Regions from separate parts of the Sus scrofa genome. Here region 2 is linked to region 1. A link is a contact called in public Hi-C data. All regions are on one chromosome and are shown on one strand. The core of a region is the stretch at or near the end of the contact, and the rest is flanking DNA. Distances in the headings are between cores, read along the strand shown.

The links. A called contact is a pair of places that touch in the nucleus more often than the background predicts.
Region 2: a contact with region 1 is called in a Hi-C map of liver, with 2.5 times the contacts expected there. The contact joins two enhancer-like sites. A contact is called at or near these places in 2 of 47 Hi-C or Micro-C datasets (both in liver) and 1 of 2 datasets of contacts at active chromatin or transcription factors (alveolar macrophages).

Annotation. Positions count from the first base shown.
Region 1 is chr9:123,550,147-123,555,526 of Sscrofa11.1, reverse strand. The region is part of intron 10 of ZNF648 (a long non-coding RNA gene); the gene reads left to right. Among named protein-coding and RNA genes, the nearest start is that of ZNF648, 150 kb to the left of the region's middle. Within about 2 kb of position 3,131, at least 34 of the 83 cell types and tissues checked have an H3K27ac peak or open chromatin away from gene starts, as enhancers often do. A contact at or near this core is called in liver, where this site is marked.
Region 2 is chr9:124,112,546-124,117,925 of Sscrofa11.1, reverse strand. NPL (N-acetylneuraminate pyruvate lyase (dihydrodipicolinate synthase)) reads right to left here. Exons shown (of 11, transcript NM_214071.1): 4 at 5,009-5,066. Among named protein-coding and RNA genes, the nearest start is that of NPL, 17 kb to the right of the region's middle. Within about 2 kb of position 2,470, at least 9 of the 83 cell types and tissues checked have an H3K27ac peak or open chromatin away from gene starts, as enhancers often do. A contact at or near this core is called in liver, where this site is marked.

The sequences.
Region 1 (5,380 bases), core at 1,882-4,381:
AAAGGCGGCTGGGGAACAGCCAAGACCTGGATTACAGAAGGTCTTGAATGTCACAGCAAGGCAGCTAGACTTTACCAGGAATCCATGGCAAGCCACTGAATGGCCTTCAGCAGGGGTGACATTATAGAATTTACTGCCTCTCTTGCTTCTCCATAGCAACTGGCTTGACTTTACTACACTGCTTGTTTCAGTTTGCCTCTTGCTGCTGTGGTTTGTATGTGTGTCTCCTCTCCAACGGGCCCACCAGGTAAACTTCGTGAATGTCTTCAGATTTCCAAGACCCCAAAGCACCTGTCAACTGGTGTGTACACAGCAGGGATCAGTGCTTTGTGGGTATTTGACACATGGGCTTGAGCCATGCATTCCTAGAGGCTACCATCAATCGTGGGGCTGCTAGACTGAGGTTTAAGGAGGGTGTTTATTTTCCTTGGGCCACAAATCCGCACTGAAATGGATGCAAGAGAAAAGTTCTGAATTCTAATGGGGAAGAAAGGGTGGGAAATCACACAAAATAAGAACCCTTAGTCATCTTTGTCATGATTTATCTGCCTCCCACCCAGGATCCCACTGAGATATTTTGAGGCTGTTCTGCAGCAAAAACTTGGTTGCTTTTCTGAAGCTTTCTGGAATTTCCGTCTAGTGAACAGATGGCATTGTTTTCATATGAAGAGCAAAAGAATCTCATGTACTCAAACACTGAAAGCTTGAGAAAACACATAGCGCATGAGTAGCAATTATAATGGGGAAGGAACATGCTGTGTCAACAGAGAGCTAGACTCTGTACAAAGCAAGAATCCAGCTGGTTCTTTGGCCAGTAATGGGGCCTCTGTGTTAGGGTGAGGATATGTGTGCACCAGGTGGTGCTAACACAGGCTCTGGGTCGCATCTATCAGCACAACTGAATCGCTCTTCTTCTCTCTTTCTATTATATATAAAGTTCCTAGCATGGGCTTGGTCCTGAGAATCCAGAGGTGAAAACAGACAGTCCCTGACCTCAGGGGCTGTCAGCATGGTGGTAGATAGATTTCTTTATAGAAGATCTGCACAAAAAAATGGAAAGAGAAAGTAGGAACCTCTAACTTAGCCTGGAGAGCTCGGGGGGGGGGGGGGGTGGGTCCTAGGGGAGGTTCTCTCAGAGCTGAGTCTTAGGAGTTGACTGGGATCTGGCCAGGAGGGGTGGCAAGAAGGCAAAGTAAAGAGCAAGACTGAGGTCATCCTGGATGGAGGGGACAGTGTGAGCCAGGGCCTGGAGGTTCCAGGGGGAAGTGAACTCAGGGACATCGCACAAGCCCATGCTGCATGTCTGGATAGGGTAGGGCGTGGCCAAAAATGAGGCCAGAGATGTAAGCTGGGAATTAGAAATGTCTGAACATAGGGAAATATCTGAGCAAAACAGCATTACGTAAGTTCATGCAAATTACTTGCAAAACAAGGTGTACCCTCTCAGGAAACCTACTTACAAGGTTGAGTGCATGAAAGTATTTGGTAACAGATCCCTACTGCCAAGATCAACAGGTTGCATAAGAAAGAAGTAGTCATTTATTCATTGAATCTAAACACATATAGAGAGCATGTGCTGAGTGAGTGCCAGGCACTGGAAGTCCATGATCAAAACTATATTCCTGACAAAATGACTAGGACTTGTCATTCTGCCTACGGTGAAGACGCCAAAGTTAATTGTTCAATACATCAATGATTAGTCTGGGCCCCTGTCTATGAAGCTCACAGTATATTGGGTGAAACAGAGAGGTAAGCAGATGATTGTGGTATCAAATGATTACAATTAAGATAGGTCAGGGAGGAGTTCCCGTTGTGGCTCAGTGGTTAACAAATCTGACTAGGAACCATGAGGTTGCAGGTTCGATCCCTGACCTTGCTCAGTGGGTTAAGGATTCAGCGTTGCCGTGAGCTGTGGTGTAGGTCGCAGACGCGGCTCGGATCCCATGTTTCTGTGGCTCTGGTGTCAGCCAGTGGCTGCAGCTCCGATTCGACCCCTAGCCTGGGAACTTCCATATGCCGCGGGAGCGGCCCTAGAAAAGGCAAAAAGACAAAAAAAAAAAAAAAAAAAAAGATAGGTCAGGGAACGCATTCTAAAAATGTCTGCAGGAGCCAGGAAAGTAAAATAAGTAAATGAAGAGAACTCCAGGTGAGAGGCAGTAGGGACTAGTGGGGACTGCGAGCCGTAGGGAGTGTGTGTTCATTCTCAAGGGGATAATTGCTACGCCACTCCAAGCAAATTTAGGTAAAAAGAAGCTGGCAATTTTTACGATGTGCAATGTTCCTACGTGAATTGGTTGCTCCTACAATTCAGGGTTCCAGCACAATCAGCCTGGTACTACATGGAGGTGATGGCATAGAGATAGAGAGACACTGGTTAGCAAGATGCAAAGCCTGAATACCTGCCTTTCTGGATGAACATGGCATGGGACACAGCGACCTGCATGGTCAAGAGAGGGACACTATAGTTCTCACAGCCAGGAAGGCAAACAGTGTCAGGCACTGCTAGGACCACAGCCTCCCGACAGCCCATCGGACTCATGTGCACCTGCTGAGGGCCTGACTTGAGTCAGTCTCTGGCTTTCTTAGGCCAGGACCGGGGCCTCCAGGGCAGCCCCTCCCCCTGAGAGGACCTGTGTGGCAGTTGCTAATTTTCTGGCCACGAGCATCTGTTTGGGGTTGTTTGTTCTGCAGAAGGAAACAGAAGATTGCTGTGTATCAGAATCCTGCTCCTCCTCCTCCTGCACCACTACCGTCCCCCCCCCCACACACACACTGCAGAAAAGCTGCTGAGCAAACAGAGAAATCAAGATGATTATACGCTGCTGGAAAACCGCGTGCTTCCGCCTGGCTGCGTCCCCCTGCCAAACTGTTATGTAAGCCGTGGCCCCACTCAGGCCTGGAACCAAACAGAGGTGCCATTGACAGCCTGTCCGTGACCTGCTCATCACCCACGGCTTTCCCCACAGCCTGTCTCACCTGGAGCGAACCTGCCCCGGGGAGGGGAGGTCCCGACAAACTGACAAGCTGCTTTTACAAGTGTTTTGGGATTTCCCTCTCTCCCTTCCCAGCCAGTTCAGAGGCATGGGGTGGGTCAGGACTAGGAGTTTACTTTGGCGGGATTCCCAGTGACTAAGACGTTTTATACTGGAAAACTCCATCTGACAATCCGGGGGAGGTGAGTGTCTTTCACCCTCTGAAGCGCCTAAGTCACTTTGGATGTTTAGATACCAGAGTTGAAGAGGTAACTGCTGGAGTCCGAGGTGACCTCCAGGCCAGACCACACTGCTCTGATGACCAGTACTTATTTCTATTTAGGGATTCTGGGCATGTTCCCCAGCCCTAAACCACCTAAATAGACTTAGAAGAGCTTTTCCTTTGATGTGTCAGTGACTTGAATGAGCTAAAGTCTCAGGCTTTTTTTCTCTTTCTTTCTGCATCACAGGGTCAGGAATACTCAATGGCTCCTACAGCAAGTGCACTAAAGGTTTTCAATGTTAATTACAACCTCTTGGCATGGTTATAATTCTATCTGCAGTGAGCTCCCGGCTCTTTTACTGCTGACTGTGTTCAGGAGTTTACATATTCATGTCTATTCAACACTGGGATTCCATTCCTCTCCCTTTTGCAGCCGTCACTGACCACATCCCGCTTGAGAGGCTCAGATCTCGAGTAAAAGGGCCTGAACTTTGGTGCCAGATAAAATCTGTTCTGGAGACAGAGCTTGCTCATTCAGAGTCTATGTGACCTTGTGCAGTAGTTTCGACCTTGCTAAGTCCCTGGCTCTACTGGTTCCCCTTAATTTTCCTACCTCATTTTTCCAAGCACAAGGCTTCCAAGGTCTGCTGCTGCCTTTGGAGAATGGCTGACCCTGTCCACCTCCCTCCATTCCATCTTGGTAGGTAAGCAGGTCCAGCACGCAGAATCCGTTGTCAGTTGGCCAGATTGCCCCCTTGGAGTGAGGTGTTGGACTGAAATCTCAGGCTCTGGCCCCACTTCTGTCTTTCACCTCTTTTCCTATTAACCCTGGAGGGAGCTCCTCACGAGCCGAGGGGCCAGCGTTGTTGCTCAGCTCTTTCTCACTCTTGATGACCTGGCACCAGACCTATAGTTGATCTCCTCCCTGGAAGATGAGCAGCAAATTCTTACTCCTTGCACAGGCATTTTGAAAAAGTTCAAACCAGAGAAGGAATTGCCTTTTCCAGATCTCAGTCCACAGAAGGGCTCATCAGTAGCCCCCTGAATCGTAATAAGAGAAGGGATTTATGGGGATACCTCACAAGCACTCTGGCAGGGAGAGAGAGCAAACTATACTGAGAACTACTTTTTCTAAGTATTACATTGTAACCACACCATGAATGCAATCAGCTGCACCCTCATTGTCTGAATGTAAACAGCAACCTCAGATCCTAAGTTGCTTCTTATAGGGAAGCTTGGCTCCCTGCTCTGCTTCAAGATGACCTTTGGCTTGGAAACAAAATGTGGGTCTGAATTCAATAAAGCTTGGATTCTTTTATATGACTCAGCTCCCCCGGTGGAGAGGAATAAAATCCCTGCTCCTGGAATCCAGTGGCCTCTGTGGGTGAGCTCATCCAGCCCCTGATGGTTTTCTAGATAATCATTAAACTCAGGTTGACCAATCTCATTACATTGTTCTCTAAAAAAAGACAGCAGTGGTGTGGCCGGGATGAGGCCCAGGAAAGCAAGCCTTTTTGAGCGCCTTTCTCACTCTGCCTACCTGCTGGCTTCCTGCCTGGCGTACAACCTCCAGCAGGACTTCAGATCTCCACCTGGAGAAAGGGGATGAGAGTGATAAGTTGAATAATCTTGACCAAGGGAGTTGATTTCTTCATAAAACATGCTCTCCTTAATCTGGCTGGGGCAGGATAGATAACAGGGAAAAGCAGCCCAGAGAAAACACCAAAGCTGCATCAACCATGCCCCCCAAATGGGCACACGATCACAAGATCAGCTCCTTGGACGCCTCTTCTTCAACCCCAGGCAGTATGACCGTAATGCTTCAGTTGTTGAGAGATGGATAGAGGGGCCCAAGTCAGCAACCTGCCTTTCAAATGTGCCCGTTTCCCAAAGATATAGATAATGAAGTAGAAAAGTAGGTGACATATTTTTGGTCAATCATGCATGTTTATCGAAATAAAGAGCAACAGGAATCACTGATATCTCTCTCTATATATAAATGTATGTATATCATATATAATAGACTTATATATGTGTGTACACACACACACCCATATATAGATTTAGAGATGCACAAACACTTCAGTGTACCATTTTGGAACTTCTGCATTAAACTTTACTCTTTAGTAATTATTGCTCATTCTTATCTGGGCCATGATCTTATGTACAGCAAATCAGTTTTTTC
Region 2 (5,380 bases), core at 1,221-3,720, 560 kb before region 1:
CAGTATTTTAAAATTTATAGTACACATAGGAGAAGAAAGCAATTGAAAAGAGAAAGAAAAAAAGAGAGAGAGGAATTCCTCTGTGGTGCAACGGGATTGGCAGGGTCTCTGGAGCTCTGGGACGCAGGTTCGATCCCCAGCCTGGCACAGTGGGTTAAAGGGTTCAGCTTTGCACAGCTACAGAGGAGGTCAAAACTGTGGCTCATATCTGATCCCTGGCCGAGGAACTCCACCGAGCGGCCATAAAAGAAAAAGTAAAAAACGGTTTCCTCCACTATACTACCTTAGTTGAAAGACTTATTGTAAGAAGAACAAATCAAGTGTAAAGAGACTAAATCAAGTTTCCAAGTTCTGATTCTAGGCTCACTAAGCAACCTCAGAGGAATAGCTTCCCTTGTGGCCTATCTAAGAGCACTGAATTGCAGTTTTGCGAGTATATAGTACATATCCCACTTCTAAATTCAGTTAACAGGAAGGATAATCGAACAAAACCCATAAGAAGATGCTGGGGTTAGATCAAATCATTGAACTCTTCGGAAATGGAATATCTAAAGTCTAGGGACATGGTTATGTGGACAATGAATGTCCCTGCCATTTTAGTAAACAAAAGATTTTTTTTGTCTTTTGTCTTTTTAGGGCCGCACCTGCGGGATCTGGAGGTTCCCAGGCTAGGGGTGGAATTGGAGCCACAGCTGCCGGCCTAATGCCACAGCCACAGCAACACCAGATCCAAGCCGTGTCTGCGACCTACACCACAGCTCAGGGCAACACCAGATCCTTAACCCACTGAGCGAGGCCAGGGATCGAACCTGAAACCTCATGGTTCCTAGTTGGATTTGTTTCTGCTGCACCATGATAGGAACGCCAACAAAGGGTATTTTGGCCATAAAACCAACATCCACTGCAGCTGCCCCTGTCAGTGCGCCCTGAGGGGAATTTAGGATGGAGAAAACTGGGATACTGGGCCTAGAGAGTAAGATGCATATCAAAGCAATAGTTTCAATAAGCCTGGACTCTTGCACCTTCCCAAAGAAAAGCACTAAAATCATTAACTTGAGATGTGTGTTTTTGTGATTAGCGGTAATCCTTTGATGCTCAACTACATGTTTTTTTTTGTTGTTGTTGGGTTTTTTTGGTTTTTTTGTTGTTGTTGGGTTTTTTGTTTTTTTTTTTCAGCAAAAATCTCCTGTACATCCTGGCTCCTCTTGTACCTCTCCAGAACAGTCCCTCAGAGCTATCTGGGTGGCTGTATACTGGGCTTAAGTCCTCAGTAAGTCCGCCGAATAAAACATAGTTTTAAGTTGTACTTTTTGTTCAGTTAACAGGTAGCAGTCTAGGCTATCACATCTTTATGTTTTCTATTCGTACTCCAGTCACAAAGGCCTCAAAACCAAGCCACCATTTACTTTTCTGCTGGCAACTTTAACTCCTTCTTTCCTACTCAAATGGAGCAGGGCACTGTGGGGACACAAAAGCCCCAACTCTTGTTTGTGGGAAATGGGCCTCATTCAGCCTCCATGACCTTCCTTGAATTCAAAAGGGCAGGGCCAAACAGTTGCTATTTAAGGAAGGGAGAGGATGCAGAGACAAGGTAGGAACAGTTAAGAAACACTGAGCATGTGAATTCCCGCTGGGGTACACTAGGTTAAGAATCCATCTGCAATGGCTCTGGTCACTGCGTTGGCGTGTGTTCAATCTGATCCACAGCTATGGCCACGCCAGATTCTTTAACTGAGGGAAAAAGCCTAGCGCAATGGGTTAAAGGACCTGATAGCTATGGATCAGATTCAATCCCTGGAACTTCCAGGGTGCAGGCATTAAAAAAGAGAAAAAGAAACAAATAAACAATAGTGCAGCCCTGGGGTAGGGTCCTGGTTCCTCTTCAAGGAATATACAGAACAGTTATCTTTGAGTTCTTCTGCAGAACTAAAACCCCCAACAACTGAAAGATGTTAACTACTTGATGAAGCATTTTTTATGCCAGAGAGAAGGACTACAGAACCAGTCCTGGGGCCACTAAACCCCACTGTGAAGAAGAATGCAAGCTTGAATCTACCCTGATTCTTATCTGTGGCCCTATTTTCCACTCCAAAACTATAAAACTACTTCCTAGTCTTTCCCAAAAGAGGGCCCAGTCTTTAGGGCGTGAGCCTGCTATGGCCTCTTTTGCCTGGCAAAGCAACAAAGCTGATTTTTTTCTCCTTTGCCCCAAGCTCTTGTCTCTAGGTTTCTATTTGGTACTGGTAGACAGAGGCCAAGTTCAGCAACACTCCCTTGCCAAAAGGTTACTCTGCCTGACCTGCTCATCTGCAAATCGACGGCAATCCAATTGTTTGCACTCTCATTCCTGTGTTCTGATTGAAGAAAACCGTGCTGGGTGGTAGTATTGAAACAAGAGGGTAGAGGGCAGGGCACGATCCTTAAAAGGATGACATAGTTCTTGAGGATATGCCAAAAACTGGTTAGAACAAACTAGGTCCAAGATAGTAGATGATCTAACTTCCTCCCAGTGGACCTTGCATTTCACTATTTGTACATTGTAACATATTAGCTAAATGACATGCGCACAGATGCCAGGACAGTTTTGGCCATTAAAGGTGGCCCAATTCCTGGAAACCATCTCCCTTTCCAGGAAATAGTTAGAATAATCCTCCCACTCATTAGTCTATGAAATTGCCCAGCCCATAAAAACTCACCACCCCATATTTCGGGCCTCTCACTTCTCAGCTTCTGAGATGGCCCACACTCTGTCTGCGGAGCATGTTTCTCCCAGGGCCACTCTCTTGACTTTTGAGATGGCCCACCCTTTGTCCATCTCTCAATAAACCTACTTCTTATCTATCGCTTTGCCACTTGCTAAATTGCTTCTGTGCCAAGACATGAGGAACCGGAACCTCAGTGAGTCCTGGGACCAGGTGTTTGATTTTAATTAAAAAAACAGTGGGCTCAAGTTCCAATCTGGCTTTTGGCTGGGTCTGAGTCCCCGTCTGAGGTGAATGTTTTAGCGTGATAAATTTATTTATTTATTTAAGACCGCACCTGCGGCATATGGACATTTCCAGGTCAGGAACTGAATCCGAACTGTCGCTTTGTCCTATGCCCCCAGCTGTGGCAACACAAGATCCTTAACCTACTGCGTTGGGCTGGGAATTGAACCCACACCTCTGCAGTGACCTGAACCACTGCAGTCATATCCTTAAGCCACTGTGCCACAGTCAGAACAAATTTATGATGTACAACTTTAGGTGGTCTTTAGCATCACTGGGGCAATCCTTTTTAAAAAATTAATTACTGTAAAACGTATTTTGCGAATTGTGACTAAGAAAAACAGAGTAAAGTTTACCCTCTCAACCATTTTTAAGTGTACAGTTCAGCAGTGTTAAATATATTCACATTGTTGTCAAACAGATCTCTGGAACTTGTTTGTCCTGCAAATCTGAAATTTGTGGGAAGAGCTGTCAGTAAGGACTCCAGTTTGTACTTTAAGGCTCCATCCTGTTAAACTGTGAACTGTGTTGACCCTGCTGACTAGGGGGAAAAAAAGAGAAGCATCTGGGGAAATGTGCAGAAATGTGCCTTGACCCATAATGAGTGAGACATACTCGACAAGTCAATAAACCGTAACAGAAAAAAAAAAAAATACATACACACCTTCCAGCCAGAGCTCTTGGCGAACAATTTATGTAAACTAAACATACTGCTGTGTCTTCCTTCCAAGACTCCTGCCTTTTGTTTCCCAGAAGAGATACTATTCTGGTGGCTGCTGGAATCTGCTCCCTGAATTAGAATTCTAAGACCCCAAATAACCATAAGCTTGTTCTTTTTCTATATCTAAGTCTGTTCCTGTTTTGTAAATAAGTTCATTTGTATCATATGTTTTAGATTTTGCATATAAATGATATTAGATGATACCTGTCTGTATCTGATTTACTTCACTTAGTATGATAATCTCTAGGTCTATCCATGCTAGATGAACAGATACACACTATTTTATATAAAATAGCTAACAGCAAGGACCTACTGTCTAGCACAGAAAACTATATTCAATATCTTATAATAATCTGTAATGGAATCTGCAAAAGAATATATATGAATATATATGAATCACTTTGCTGTACCCCTGAAACTAACACAACATGTTGTAAATCAACTAAACTTCAATTAGGAAAAAAAAAGAGCCCCAAATAAATGCACTTTTTAGTTTTACAGTCTGCTTCTTTTTCTCAGATGACAAAATCTATGCCCATTAAACAACTCTTCTTTGCCCCTCCAACTAGTCCCTAGTAACCACCATTCTACTTTCTGGTTTTTACGAATGTGACTATTTTAGATACCTTATAAATGGAATGATATAGTATTTATCTTTTTAGCGACGGGCTTACTTCATATAACCTAATGTCCTCAAGGAGTTTTATCCATATCGCAACATGCAAGATGGATTTCCTTGCTTTTTAAGGCTGAACAATACTCCATTGTACGCATATACCATCTTTTCTTTTTCCATCCATCCATCCATCCATGGGCACTTGGGTTGCTTACCTCCTGAACAGCACTACTATGAACATGGGGGTGGGGTAATCTTTTTCTATTCTAGTTTTCTCTTCTATTCTCCAGGCAGCAAGCAATTCTCACATTTTACCACTACTTGTGTCTGAACCTCGTCTCCATTTCCTTTATGCTCAGAAGCTGGCCTTGCCTTTTACTTCCTAGAAGAAACTGAGGTTGGTTCAAGTTCTGTTCCTTACCTGCAAACTAGGTAGCTCTATATCCACCCTTACGTTGCCCAGAAGAAGAGGTGCCTCTGTCTCCTATTCAAGGCTCTCCTCAGCAGTTTTCACCGTGGGCTACTCTATGGCTCTGTACCTGCTTCAGGGTAGTGAACTCCCTGAGGTCCCACAGCTTATATTCTCTAGCACAGCATTCAATATTTAGCAAAAATGGTATTAACTTCAGCATAAAAATGGAGGCCCCTCGAGTGGTCTCTCCCAGACAGACCTGTGGTACATACCAGTTCTTGAGACTCCTTCAAGCTCAGTGCTCCTACATGAATTACTATTTGATCCAACCTGCAAAAATGAAAACACCATTTTCATCATGTGAATTTTATGGTAACAGGGAAGGGCTGCACTATCCTGGTTTGTGCTGGTTTTTATTTATTTATTTATTTGCTGTCTTTTTAGGGTCACACTCAAGGCATATGGAGGTTGTCAGGCTAGAGGTCCAATCGGAGCCATAACTGCCAGGCTGCACCACAGCCACAGCAACATCAGATCCAAGCTGCACCCACAAACTACACCACGGCTTGCAGCAACATCAGATCCTCTAACCCACTGTTCGAGGCCAGGAATGAACCCACATCGTCATGGATTCTAGTTGGGTT